3 separate regions of the Lactuca sativa genome follow, and regions 2 and 3 are each linked to region 1. A link is a contact called in public Hi-C data. All regions are on one chromosome and are shown on one strand. The core of a region is the stretch at or near the end of the contact, and the rest is flanking DNA. Distances in the headings are between cores, read along the strand shown. Region 1 holds the start of LOC111884887 (DNA polymerase II subunit B3-1). Region 2 holds the start of LOC111903280. Region 3 holds the start of LOC111884885 (zinc finger protein CONSTANS-LIKE 5).

Evidence for each region. A called contact is a pair of places that touch in the nucleus more often than the background predicts.
Region 2: a contact with region 1 is called in a Hi-C map of seed, with 3 times the contacts expected there. The contact joins the promoter of LOC111903280 here to the promoter of LOC111884887 in region 1. A contact is called at or near these places in 3 of 4 Hi-C or Micro-C datasets (bud, leaf and seed).
Region 3: a contact with region 1 is called in a Hi-C map of seed, with 3 times the contacts expected there. The contact joins the promoter of LOC111884885 here to the promoter of LOC111884887 in region 1. A contact is called at or near these places in 2 of 4 Hi-C or Micro-C datasets (leaf and seed).

What each region holds. Positions count from the first base shown.
Region 1 is chr8:222,456,074-222,461,231 of Lsat_Salinas_v11, forward strand. It overlaps LOC111884887 (DNA polymerase II subunit B3-1), which reads left to right and starts at 2,712. Exons shown (of 1, transcript XM_023881182.3): 1 at 2,712-3,405. The coding sequence starts at 2,826. The coding sequence ends at 3,230.
Region 2 is chr8:222,296,577-222,301,734 of Lsat_Salinas_v11, forward strand. It overlaps LOC111903280, which reads right to left and starts at 2,492. Exons shown (of 2, transcript XM_023899064.3): 1 at 1,648-2,492. The coding sequence starts at 2,345. The coding sequence ends at 1,659.
Region 3 is chr8:222,590,252-222,595,409 of Lsat_Salinas_v11, forward strand. It overlaps LOC111884885 (zinc finger protein CONSTANS-LIKE 5), which reads left to right and starts at 2,985. Exons shown (of 2, transcript XM_023881180.3): 1 at 2,985-3,626; 2 at 3,767-4,150. The coding sequence starts at 3,144. The coding sequence ends at 3,994.

The DNA.
Region 1 (5,158 bases), core at 1,462-3,961:
CAAAGTCCATAACACATAACACAAAGACATGATTGAATCACAAAGACATCAAGCACACTGAACTACTGCATCAGACCAAAGTCCGGAAACTACTGCTAACTAAACGGGTCGACATTGTGGCTGTAGACCCGTTCCTACTGGAAGAAAACTCACCTCGTAACGCTGGCTGCTGAGATGCTAAATCTGAAACTAGCTGACTGTTGCTCCGGAACTCTCCGGCTACAAATCCCAAAAACACTAGATCAGGTACTGATAACTGCCCTCGGGGTAAAATGACTATTTTACCCTTGCTCAAAGTCAACTTCCTGGTCAAAGTCAACTTTCAGTTGACCGGACTTGCCGAGATAGCGTGTAGACTGGACGAGTCCCTCCATTACTAGATCTGAGCTCTAACTCACCGAGTCCATTCTCACTCACTGATTCACCCTAAACTCTCAAACGGTGAAAAATCGGGGACTCGCGACTCGACTTGTCGAGTCTGAAGAACAACTCGTCGAGTCCTAAACATGCCATTACTATACAGTCGATTTTGCTGGATTCCAGTGCATCCAATTCATAGATCTGGGTTCCTAGGACTGGTTTCACACATAAAGTTTCTAACTTTATGTGCATGCATGCTCATAAGAAGCTTAAATGCCCAATAAATATCTAAAAGAGGAGATCTATGTTTGGAATGGGAATTTAGCTCAATAAAGGTGGCAACCTTGAGCTTAAGGAGTTCTGAAATGCTTAGATCTGAAGCCCATTCATCATAACTACTCTTAAATCGACATCAATGTCTAGAAATGGCTAGAAAACAACACTAGCAAGCTTTTAAGGAGATCTACATGATAACAAGCAAAGATTCGAGCTTTATACCTCAATGGGAACTGGAATGACACAAGAAACTCGGATCTTCTTTGCTCTTCTTGAAAACCCCTCTCTTCTCTTCTTCTTCTAACCCCAAAATGCACCAAAATATTTCACAAGATGAGAAATACTCCAAGAATGCTTAAAGGAAGGCTAGGGTTTAGTAAGGGACGTTCTGAGGGTGATGGAGGCTGATTTTGGGCGCATAGAGTTGTTTAAATAGGGTGCAAACCCTTGAAATTAGGGTTTCATCCAGATTGGCAGACTCGTCGGGTCCAAGAATATGGACTCGTCGAGTAGCCAACTTAAACCGCATGCAAATCCCGTCTCTACTCAACGAGTCGGGCTACTGACTCGTTGAGTACCCCTTAAGAAAAAGAAAATTACTTTATTTAAATCACATACCAGAAATGGGGCGTTACATCTAAAGTTTTCCCCAACAGCCACTACCACATCGTAGTGATTCATTAAATCCCGCGACCCTGAACTCGACGCCACATCATGGTTTCCAAAGAAAATTGCCATATATACTTGAAAATAACACCATACCTGGAACGAGTGTTGCAAATACTGTGGTGTTTTGAAAATTGTTAGGAAAATAAGAATTGTCACAAACATAACCAACACACAAGGCCGACCTTACTATAATAAAAATTAAGCCCTTGCTTAGGTCCCCTAATTCTAAGGGCCCCCCTTAACCTAAAATTAAATTTGGGGATTATTTATTCAGATTCTTCATTCATGTACATCGGCAGAAAACATTCGGTAGAAACTGTGACTCAACAACTGTTCTTCACTTCTTCTTCTTTTTCTATCATATGAGTATAATTAACATATTAGTTAGAACCACAAATTCCGCGACTCAACAAGTGTTCTTCACTTCCTCTTCTTTTTATGTCCTTTGAATCTAATTAACTGATTAGTGATTTCATTCTTGATTCTACTCAGAACCACAAAAAAACATTACTTCTCTGATTCTCTATTATTCTTCTAATATTCTTCATGGTGATTTTTGATAAGTTGATTGATTTTTTTTGAAAAGGATGTCAAGCGTCAATATTAACTCAACTGATTTGGTGATTCCTGTCCAGAATCTTGAATCTTGAAAGGCTGAATTCTAAATAGGTATGTTCTATTGTTCTTCTTCGATTCTTCCTCTAGTTCTCTATTTCACCACAACTAATTATCTATGAATTTGAATTTGTGATAATCTGATAATCTATTATCTATGATAATTGATAAATTTTGTTATTTTGATGCAGTTTTGTTTGATGTAGAAAATAGAAATCAGTTTGATGTAGTCATGTAGAAATCTGTTTTTTTATTTTCTGCACAAAAGAAGAATGAAATATGTTTTTTAAACTTTGATGTAGATTGTAGAATAGTCTTGACTATTTTTTTTCCGACTAGACTATCTATAATCTATTAGGGTTAATAGGGGTTTGGTTTATTTATTTATTATTATTATTTTTTAAATATTTATTACCCAAGTTGGATTTTCAAAAGGAGGAAGGTTTAATTTATAACATTATAATACTAATGAAAAGAGCTTCAAATTTTTGATTCGTTTAAAGCCTCCAAACTGGTTGGATCGTCTCTGCCAAACACAAATGAATATAAACAAACATAATCCAATATAAACAACTATAAACAAACATAAATAAACATAAACTCGTACTACATAACATAACATATTTAGTGAGTTTACAAAAAAAAAGGTTCGATTTTAGTTAGGGCTCTCTTTAAAATAACAATGAAACTAGAGGGGCTTTGCTGATATTTTCTTTAAATCCGAGCTAATTATGCATTTTATTCATATATTAGAGTTCTCGATAAGTTCTTTTTCGTGACCATTAATCCGCGCCCAAAACATTTCATCTTCCCGCCAAAATCAAACCCTAAATAACCAAACAATTTCTTCCCCAAAATTCTGTAGCCCAAAACTCCTGTTTCACTCTACAGATTTACAGTTATCAATGGCGGAAGGTGAAGAGATTCACACAGAAACCGTCCAATCAAGTATACCAACCGGCAGAGTGAAACGGATTATGAAACTCGACAAAGATATCAACAAAATCAACGCCGATGCCCTATTCCTAATCTCGAACGCCACCGAGCTTTTCGTCAAGTTCTTGGCCGAGAAATCATCGGAGGTTGCAGTTGAGAAGAAAAGGAAGACAATAAAGCTGGAGCACCTTCGAATCGCCGTTAAGAGACACCAGCCGACTGCTGATTTCCTTCTCGATTCACTTCCATTGCCGCCGCCACCAGCGGCGGCTCAGACATCATCGAAACCTGATCGACCTCATAAAAGGAGTGATAATAACCCTGTTCCTGTTGGCACTCGTCGGATCGACAGTTTCTTCCAGAAAGAACCTTAGGGTTTAGTAGAACTTGTCAGTGTTTGCTTTATCTCCAGAAAACGAGTTACGCTTATCGGATCTGTATGTATCTCTTCCTTTACAAACTAAAATTTCTACTTGATTAACCTTATTCGCTTTCTAGATCACTGTAAAATGCTCCATTACAGATTATCAATGGCTCGATTCTCATCAATTAAGTTTCAGATATCATGTCCTAGTAATGAAATGTATTGAAATTCTAGTTTTGGGTCTTTTTTCTGATAGAATTCAGAGATTTTTCATTAGTTCTGTGTATCCATAGCCAAATTTCCAAAAGAAGCAACCCTTTGACTTTTAAGATCAAACCAATTACACTTTCAATTCGAATTGAATTCTATCAGATTTTTTCTTCCCTAAAGTAAAAGTATAAAAATGTTGTTTTGATCTCTTAAATGAGATATTGAATGCTAAAAAACACCTTATGTTATAGCGAATCAATATGATATGCTTATTAGCGTTATTTATGATCAACCATGTAGATTAGTTTAAATTCTAAACCCATATGAAGATCACATGTGAATCTTAATGAATCTTAATACACAATAATCTCCATGGTGTGTTAACTTTACATCAAAGAAAGAATACAACTACCATAATGCATTAAAATAACATTGATCAAGGATGCAAATGTTATGTTCTAGGGATGAATCGAAATGCTAACAATAAAGTTATACACAATATTGTAACTAATGGAAAATACAAAGCCGACAATGGAATACCAATAACAACTAGGATATATAACACATAACATAACATTATATACAAACGAGATCATTGTAAATATAGAGATATAAAAAAAACATAAATGTGGAACAAAACAATACAATAAAGATACATATTTACAATGGTTATTATCTTTTTCTTTGACATGGATGGTGTATGTAGTTACAATTTTCTTGAGGTTTTGATCTTTGACCCATATAAATAAAAATGTTTTTGTTAACCCTTTTTAATATATTTTACCTCTTTCTTTTATTTATTTTAATTATCTTCAACTATATTGATTTGAAACTCCTCGCATTTTCATTTTTCAAGTTTTTCTACTTAATTGGTTTTTAACCATATTTATTTGTAATTACATAACTTTTAACTTCTTCAACATAATTGAATGATTAAATACATTGATTTGCTTATATAAGAACATGTTCCTCCATTTTTTTTGTTAATCATATTTTATTTTCATTTTGTTTTTTGTTAAATAGAGTATTTGAAAATGAAAAAGTAGATTGTAGTTTGATGTGTAAAAGAAAGATTTCGTTTTTTTTTCCCTTTCTTTTGTGTATAGAGTACTTGATTTGGAAGAAGTAGATTGTAGTTGTTTTATTTGTAAATGAAAGATTTCAATGATGAAATATGTTGGTGCCACATGGTATTTGGAATTAAAATTGTTTATTTAAAAGAACTTTGGGTTGTTTGATTTGATGTTTGATGCTTGGATGAATTTAAAAAGATTTGAAATTAAAATTCTATAAATTGCTTAGTTGGGTTTGATTTTTTTTTAATAAATACTTAGGTATGAAAAAACTCTTTTCGTTGCATTATGTAAATCTCTTGCTCACGTAATTCTTTTTTGTTTAGTTCGTGTCATGTAATATGTTTTAATATGATTATTATTGTTTTTTTTTAATGTTCTACAATATTTTTATTTCTTGATTTAATAAAGTGTATTCATAAGTTATTTTGATAACATATTAACGAGAAATTAATTATTTTCCTATCTTTTGTTCCTATCAAACGTCATACTCATTTAAATGATGATATGTGTCATCATTTAAATGATGATATGTGTCATATTATTATACTAAAATATCATTACATTTCATTATTAAATTTCATTAAGTAAGTATTAAATGTTATACATGTCACTGGTTAATTGGATAAAGAGGATTTGTAGGAACAAAAAGTAG
Region 2 (5,158 bases), core at 1,242-3,741, 160 kb before region 1:
ATTTTAAATTAAGAGGATTTTGTTTTTTGAAATGTTACAACACTAAAAGGCATTTACCAACATCTGACTTGTTCATTGATTCAGATGACACAAATAAATTTGTTTTTAAACTAAAACATGTTATTTGGTTAGTTATTTGAATGATTGTGCTAAATGATAAAAACCATCATTTTAACCTTTTAAACTATTTTGTGGTTAATGAAATTTTCATGTTTAATCTTCTTCTCATGACAAACAATAGGGTGGCAATTAGGTCGAATTCGAGTTCTCGGGTCGCGGATTTAGAATACTTTGACCCAACCCAACTCATATATGTATTGAGGTTGGCAGGTTGGCGAGTCATAGATTCGTGGAATGGAAACATCAACCCATACACAAATCGCATACCCCGTTTAATTATACAGGTTCGCAAATCAGTTTCAAGTTTCATGTCAATGGTCAGGGTCAGTGGATCGGTTTTAAGTTAACATTTCACATATTAAATTTATACATGTTATACACTTCTCTAGAATTAATTACGTGTTAGCATTTAAGCATTTACACTGAATATGGAGCAATGTTGGCGACAAAATGACAAATTATCGACTGGTTCGCCAGCGATGTTGGGTTGGTGAAAGGGGAAGGGCGACGTCTAATGGCAACGGTGGAGCTCGTGTTTGCTGACACTGGTGTCAAGTATCCGACAAGACGAAGGGGGGGAGCCAATAAGGATAAGACGATGGAAAGGCAAACATCGAATTAGGTGTTAGACATGTTTTTGATTTGGGATTCTCGATTCTAGGGCACCCTCCAAGCAAATAACCAAATACCAATTAATTAATAAATATTAAATATTAGTTTATAACCCGTAGTAACTACGGTTATAAAATTAATTAAACTTTTATAATAAAAATTTATAATTATTAATCAGTTATTTTAAATAAGTCATTTTAAATAAATTATTAATTAAGAGATATATCAAAATTTTAAAGTTATTATAACTTAATTTAACATATAATTAAAAAATATAAATTTGAATTTTGAAATTAGTTGCCTAATATATCTACATGACACATACATAATATTAATAAGGAGTTATATTAGAATGACACTTAGCAAAAGGATATTAAAACTATTCATTTTTAGAAAAAAAAAATCAACCTAAACACATTTATTTAAAGATGATAACTTCCAAATTCATCAAAATTTTGAGTCTTTACACCATGTTACCCTCTTCTTGTTTCTTAACGAGAAAAATCCAAAACAACATCTATATTTATTTTAATAGTAAACAAACAAACCATCATAATAGCTCAAATACGTTCTCAAACATAAGGATGGCAAGATAAGTGTGTTAATTCACATCTAAAATCGGAATCACAAATCATCTAAGAGATAGAAAAAAAAAAGGAAAAAAAAACAGCTTGATAGAGAAACAACTTAACAAAAACACAACTTGATAGAGAAACATATGAATACAAGAAAATCTGTTCTAATCAAGAAAAAAAAAATCAAAGAGAAGTTATGAATGCTCATAATCAAGCAAAGAAAAAATTGAATGGATTTAAATGTAGTTGGTGTAATATAGACATTGAAGATCATCATCTACAACAGATATAACATAATGATCAAAACATAATTTACAGTAATTAATTACATAGAAATTACCTCGAATATCTTCAAGAACGAGATTTAATTCTTTTCATGATGATCATTGTCATTTTAGATCCCATCAATGTGACATTTTTCGCTTGAGAAAACTTTGAATTCCTGAAGAGTTTCAGAGCTTCATTCATCTCACCATTTCCACACTCCTCCATACAAACCACAATTACGCCTCCAACCACAACAGTTCTCTCAAGCTCCCTAACGTACCTAGATGGAAATAATGCCAGATCCAAATGCGCACTGAACCCTAAATTGAAAACCCCATCAAAAAAAGGCAAATTATGTGGATCTGCTCTACTCACTAGAGGCGGAGAATCAACCACTTCAACGCCGGTGATTTCGTGTAATCCGATCTCCTTTAGCGACATGACGGCCTGACCGCCACCGGCGGAGACGATTAGAGCGTGTGTGTGGTTGGAGATGTGTTTTAGGGTTCGGAGATCATTGAAGATTGCAGAGAACGAATCGACGGATTTCCGCCAGGTGTGGGTGGACCATAGACGGTGGTTTTTCTTTTCGATGGTGGTGATTGGGCGGTGAGCGGCGTCACAGGAGGATCGGGGATGAGGTTTGTGGTTAGGGTTGATGCAGGTTTCTGGTGGGGTTTGGAAGAGGAAGACGAGGAGTAGAGTGAATGTGGCTATGGTGATTGCTAAGTATGAGATTTTGTTTAGGAAGGTTTGAATGTGTTTCTCCATTGTTAGGGTTTCTTATCCTTAGATAGAGATGGAGTGAAGGAGAAGAACAAGAAGATCGTGACCTCCATTGTTGATTCACAAGAAATCATCCGATTCGTTAAATGCTTCGAATCATAAGAGTTGTCGAATTTCACAATTTTCACTGATCTGCCCTCAAACTCTTAAGTTTTGTTAGATAAGCAACATATGTTTTGTTTATTTACATTTCAACCGCATTTAATTAATTTTAAGGCTTTGTATGATTGTATCTTTGTGGTTATAAGTGTTTGTTTTATATATGCCTTTGTTAGCTTAAGTTATTTATATATTTACTAATTAACGATACTAATGGGTTACAAACGAAATCAACTTTTTAATGTTAGTTGATATTTTATTCCGATGGTTATCTCGTCCAATCAATATTATAAAATATATTAAAATTTGTTATCCGTAATATGTATGTACCAAAAAAAAATAATATAATATCAACTTACATTATATATCTAACATCTATATTTTGTCATTTCCCGTAGACAAAATCTCCATAGTTTCTGTCTAAAATTATAAAATACTAGACGAATGTCCGTGCGTTGCGCAGAAACATCTACATAGCGGAAGTCTATATAAACATATGTTTTTTAAATATAGCACTAACGTTGTTGTTAAATTTGATATAATAATTTGTATACTAAATTGATATAATATATTGATTATTTTGAATTATATTATAATATATACATCTATTATAACTACATAAATGCAATCATTTGAATGACTTATACATGCGAGTTATACATCAATAGAATTAAATATAATATATGGTTTAATGTTATTTATAAGTATTGTTATTGTTAATTAATTTTTTAAAATTTATTTGCTTAATGTTTTAATTTTTATCATTATAATTATTTAAAACAATGTTTGATGTTTTTTGATTTTAAAGGTAACAATATAATCATTTATATAAAGTTATTTTTAACTATTTTTATTGTAAATTATTTTAAATTACTTATTCGAAAACTTTTAAAAATTATAAAAATATATTTAGGAAATATTTTAGTTAAATTGAAATTACAATTTAGTTTTTGTATTTATCATTACAATTTATCAATTTTAACTGTTTACAAAATATTCTTTGATTTTTTAAGTGGAACTGAAATTTATATTTAAGTTGACATTGTAATGTTATATTTAAATTAACAATTTAAGTATTTTGTCCAAACTGTTCAAAAGTTGTAGCTTTAAACTGATAATGGTTTACATACAACAACATATTAAATCTAATATGTTAAAAGTTAAAGACATAACATTATAAGTATAAATAAAGACATTATTTTAAAATTGAAATTTAGTCTATTTATGATTACATTTTAGGTTTGATATTTATTTAACCTTATTAACCAACGTATAATCATTATTAGAAAGACACTACGATTAATCATTTTTAACTATTTACAAAATATTATTTGGGTTGTTTAAGTTAAACAAAAATTTATAGTTAAGTTGACCATGTAATGTTATATTCAAATTAATAATTTAAGTATTTTATACAAATTGTTCCAAAATTGTATCTTTAAAATGATAATGGTTTACATCCAACAATATATTAAAACTAATAAATTAAGTATAATATGTTGTAAGTTAAAAAACATAACTTTATAAGTAGAAGTAAAGATATTATTTTAATATTGAAATTTAGTTTATATATGATCACATTAGGTTTGAAATTTATTTAATCTTATTAACCAACTTATAATTATTATTAGAAAGAAATTGAAAAGTCATTGGAGTTTCAAATAAATGTGGTGAAAGGAAAAATGAATGGGAGTTTCAAATAAATGTGGTGAAAGGAAAAATGAATGGGAATTTCAAATGAATATGGTGAAAGGAAAAAATGTTTCCTTTATAATATAGTATGATATGATATGATATGATGATAAAGTTTAGTCTCTAATTTTTTTGGTTTTATGGAAGGCTTTTGTGGTTTATATTTATAACGTGGTTGGTCTCTCACTTATGTAAAATGATCTTTATAGCATTTTCGATCTATTTTATATTTTCTTTAATTAAAACTATTTAAAAACAAATAAAAATAAATAAATACCCACCATCTTGCCTTTTTCCTCTCACGACCCAACAATTGTACTTGCCACCAAAACCACCTGCGACATCCAGCCGCCTACATCCTCCATGTTGGTCCCATGATGAGATGGCGACGCTAATCAATGTTTATTGTTGTTGGCCTTTCTTCATATCCATATGTTGATCCGATCAATCAAAATGACAATGAACGTATTAGCGTTTAATCAATTTTCCCTCTCAATTGACAATCTTAGGGTTTAATCGACTCCTATACATTTGAGTTTGTGTTGGTTAGGATTTGATTTCATTTCCAACTTATGATTTCAGTTTAAGGTTTCACCAAGTGTGTCTCCTTCTTCCCTATTCCCTTCCCCTTTCCAAATTGATCACCAGGTCTGAATGAGACAAGGGGATAACGATGGCCAGGTGTTGATTTGGTTGTGGAAGTGTAGGTTGTGAGTGATGTTTTTGTTTATGGTGTAGGTTATGGATTTGTGTCTTTGTTGCATGTTTTCTAGTCTATAAATGGTGAAGGGTTGGCTATGAGCTACACCACCAGAGAGCTCATCAACCAACGACTTACTCAACCACATGTGACCAAGTTAATCAAATTAGTTCAAAACATCAAATCTCTTTGGAATTACAATCATCATTGACCTTTGAAGCTTCTAGTTTCTCTCTTGTGAATCGAATATGATTGTCATTTGGTTAATTGGTGGTATGTTTGGTTTGCTGAGTGTTAATTTTGGCTA
Region 3 (5,158 bases), core at 1,735-4,234, 130 kb after region 1:
TTGAAATCTTTTTTAAGGCCACTATGTCTCCACGTCGGCTATTACGTCAGCACCCGTAGATTATCCCCAAAAATATCTGAAAGTGGGGCTCATTTAGACCCATATTTTACACCACAAGAATAGCATTTTTTTTAGATGACTAAAAATCTCTAATCATTGACAGCCGTACACGTGGCCAACAACCTCACCAATAACAACCACTGGTTCCGGGTTGTTGACATGTTAAAAAAATCTTGTGTCTCTAATTTGAGAAAGACGATTTTATCCTTCTGCCTCCAAATCAATTACTCAATGCCATCCCTCATTTTCTACCTCACAAAATTGTACAATTAGTATTATATGTTTTTCCTTGGATAAGGTCGAATATTAAATTCTATCAACAAGCAAAAAAATAAATAATATAGTACAAATGGTAAACATAAATTTTTCAACCAACTAATTTAATTAGTATTATATGTTAAATCATAATAATAAAGTAAACCTCAAAAAATTAAATATATTATTTTTTATTGTAAAAAGTATTATATTATTTTTTTGTTTATTAAAATTATCTGATTTTAGCTAAATTAATAGTATTGTTTAACCGGATAACTAAGAAACCAGTTAGATAATCTACACCAAATTCAAATATTATCTGACTTTTTGATTTAAATTATATAATTTATGTGAAATAGCAATAACAATTTTTAAAAATTAATTATTTATAGTTTCTAGCAAAATGGAATACAATTTTATGTAATAGACACACATGAAATTGATAAAACTAAGTAGTATTATTTGTAAAAAGGGATATAATAACTTAAAATATAATATATTTTTTATTTTGTATATATATTTGATCACTTATTTTTTTTTCTTTCATATCCAGTCTTTATAATTGTTTACTTTAGATAAACCGAAAAAAATAACTTAATAATGTAATATCTTTTTTCATTTTGTATACATTTAGTCTTTATATTTTTTGTTGCAAAATGAATCTTTATTGTTTTTTTTATACATTCAGTATTTATAATGTACCATTATTTATGAGTGAAATTATATAAAATAGATAATCAATTTTAATATTATTTCTTGTTTAAGGTGGCTCATAAATTTTTTATTTTTGTATGATATATTGTTGTGGTTGAAAAAAAAAACTCTTATCAATTGATTACTTAATTTACAAGTACTTAGGAATGTATGCTAATCTCTAAATTAATCATTTTAATGTTTCGATGATATGTTGTCTGATCTTTTGCTAAATAATTATATTGAATGAAAAAATAATCGATTCTCTTTTGATTTAAGAAATTCACAAGCCATCTAAAAATTAAAATTCATCACATACAAACATAAAAGTGCCAACAAATCATTTTCGTTTAAGCAAAAACAAAACAAAAATCAACAAATCTTTATTTTCTTTTAAGCAAAAAATAACCATTTTTCTATGTTTTTTTAAATATCTATATCTTAAACTTACAAATGTTTAATTTATAAAACAAATCAGATTGGTAAATCTCTCTACCGCAGAAACAAGGTTCACCCTATGTTTTTCAAATACCTATAGCTTAAACTTGTAAATATGTAATTATAAAAACAAATCAAATATGTAAATCTTTCTCAAGTGTACAAACAAGGTTCACAATGGTATTGCTTTCCTACTTACATACAAAAGTAAGATTCATCATCGAATTCAAGAATAACACAACAATTCACTCAAATTATCTTAAATCAAAAGGCAACAATATCTCATGGTGCTAATTGGATCTTGATTACACAAACCATCAATGAGAAGTCCACGATTGTTGTTATGAAACTAAGAGCATTTAAGATTATTAAAGCAATATATGACTTCAAACTAGTGATGATTTCCCAACTTACATATTTCATCAAATACATAAAATGCATTCGTAATCAGCCTACAAACAAAAAAAATGTGCAATAAGTGAGGTTGAGCTACAATTCTAGTTAAATATGATTTATAATAAATACTTCAATTTCCATTGAATTTAAACAATTTAGTTCAAGTTTCTCTTTGATTTATACATAAATAATAGATAAGATGTCTCGTTGGTAAGAGAAGAAGGTGTCGATTTGAGGCAATTTTAGATGAACAAAGAAGAAGTATTTGCCCGGTAAGAGAAGCTTCGATGAGCGTATAAGATAAATGCATCAATTAAAGGCAATTACAGATGAACACCAAAACACTAGTGGATGTAATCGTAATTACAATGACTTGCTCGGAGGCAATCACAATGGCAGACATAGATTGTTGGAGGCATTGCTTCAAAGCAAAAATATAAATAAATTAACAACGTTGTTATTGGCACCAAAGAAGGTCAATATGGCGTTGGCGATGGAGGTCAGAGGTCCGAGGATAGGACAGACGTGAGTCGCTAAGATGTTTAAGCATGTGAAGAAAAAATGAAAATAGAAGCAATTGTATCCGGGCAAAAGAACAACATATCTTATCTTCATTCAATACATATTAATGTTTACTGATTCAGATTTGATTCATTCATTGGCACAAATTTTATAATATTTTGAATCCGATCGATTCATAATCCGCATCTTACGATAATCATTAAAAGGGTTACAAAAGCCTCTTATTTATCTAACATGTTATAATTAGGAAATCTACAATTTTGGTGTATTACAATACATTTACTTCAAAAAAAATCATATAATGTTTCAAGTTTTAATTAATTTTGCAATAAAAATAATTTCTTAATTAATACATGGTTGTATAATTAATGCAAAAATGTTTTGTTAAATTACTTCAGAAATAAAGTTAAGTATGTATATATTTAACCCTATTAGAAAAACAAAAAAATTCTATACCTTACAATTTTATTTTTGAAATTAATTAAAACTTAAAGAAAAAATAAACCAAAGGCTGATATTTTTATATAATCACCTTTTCCAAAAGTTGAAATGATAGATGAATTACTTTCTAATCGAGTGGCATTTTCGTTATATATATTGAAAACCAGGGTGGTTTCAACAGGTGAGAGCAAGTGGTTTCGTCATAGCTATTCGCTTACAAATCACATCATCTTTCTCTTGTTCTCACCATATTCTCCTTCAAGTTCAACCGCAAGTATTCATTATTCAAGTATTTGATTTCGAGAGAGAATTTTAAGGATCTGAAGTTGTAAACGAAGATGAAGAGATGTGTGCTTTGCAAATCTACGGCTAAAGTATACTGTGAATCAGACATGGCTAGCTTATGTTGGAGCTGCGATGCGAAAGTTCATTCAGCCAACTTCCTTGTAGCAAGGCATTCGAGGAGCCTTCTTTGCCAACTATGTCAGTCTCCGACGATTTGGACTGCCTCCGGCGATAAACTTTGCCCTTCCACGGCGTCGATCTGTGCAAAGTGTGTTGTTGAAGATATTTCCGACGATGAAGACAACGGAGAAGAGAAAGTCGGAGGTAACGATGAATACGACGGAGGCGTGTATGCCGATAAGCTTGAATTAGAGGTTTCAGTGAATGAAATTGATAATCACGTTGCGCCGTCGTCATCGACGCCGCTCCCACCGGCAACTAGTTCATCTACCAGCGGAGATTTATCGATTTCCGACGGAGGCGTTTCAATGAAGCGAAAACGCCAGAATGTTGTAGATCTTAATCTTACCTCTGAGGTACAACAATTATCCTTTGATAGTCGTGATTTCGTTGATTGATTGTGGATTTTTTTTTATATTTATTCCCCCAAAATCTCGCAAATTTCAATTAGATCTATTAATAGTTTTGATAATAACGATGTTTATTTTATATTCAGGATGACTTCGATTGTTCATCGGCGAACACAAACCACCTTACGCCGTCGTCTCCGATTCCGGAACAAGACGAAACAACTTCGTTTCAGTCAAGCTCCGATTCAACCGCCGGAAAGCTGAAGAGAATCCGTCAACGTAACAAAATATCCGGCGACTACATGTCTTCTCCGGTCAACCGCACGAGTAAATCAACGAGAATCGCTGAATTTGATTTAAACTCGATGCCATAAATCAGTTGTATACTTGTATATCTATGTTATGTAAGTACAGTATAAATACATGTTTACATAGAGGAGAAAAAGTAATCTCAGTTCAGATAACGTAACAATATCTTTATTTGTTGTTATTAACAAACACTTAATAGCAGGGAATATTAATTAGTTGTATGTTTTCTGTGCTTTTGTACATTAATTATTTTTGTTCCATTAACAAAATGGGTTTTGAGCTTGTATAAATTAAGCCAATTTCACTTTTTTGTTTTGTTTGTTATTATTTCACGAAAATCCCAAATCTATAAGAGAGATTACATCAAAGGATTATCTTTACAACTTCTATCACAAGATCATCATCGTTTCATGAAAAGATTTATGTTTGGTTAGTTAAAATTTTGGTAGATAAAAAATGATTTCGTGAATATATTGTAAATTTCAGTTTTGCATGTAGAACTGTAAGATCATTACCATTTAGTTTCGTAAAACAATTCGAGAGATATGTTTATGAGAAATTTGCATATGTTATATATTTATTAGTTGTATTGAAATCAAATCACAATTTCTTTCAATATTTTTCACCATTTTTTTTATTCAAATACAAATACTCTACTTCGATTGCGTCTCTCAGCCACACCATTAAGTTGTGGTGTCTTAGGTGGTTTTAATTGCGAAACTATTCCATATTTTTTGAGGTAGTCGTGGAACTCGATACTAAGATACACACCATCTCTATCAGATTTGAGCATCTTGATCTTCCTGTTCAATTGATTGTCGACTTTTTGTTTGAACTCTTTGAATTTTTCAAAGATTTCTGACTTATGTTTGATTAAGTAGATATATCAATATCTGCTACAATCATCAGTAAAAGCCACATAGAATTGGTTTGATCCCTTGTGGTGGATCTGAAGGGCCTACACACATTTGTGTGTATGAGATCCAACAATCATTCACATCTTTCACAAGAGCCAGCGAAAGATGATTTAGTCATCTTTCCAAGTAAACAAGACTTGCATGTATCATTTAACCTTAAGTTGAACAATTCCAACACTCCATCATTTTGGAGTTGGACAATGCATTTCTTGTTGACATGTCAAAGACGACAATGCCACAAGCATGCTTTGTCTAAGCCATTAGACGAATCAATTTGAAGAACATTATTACCTAAATTGTCTACGACCATCA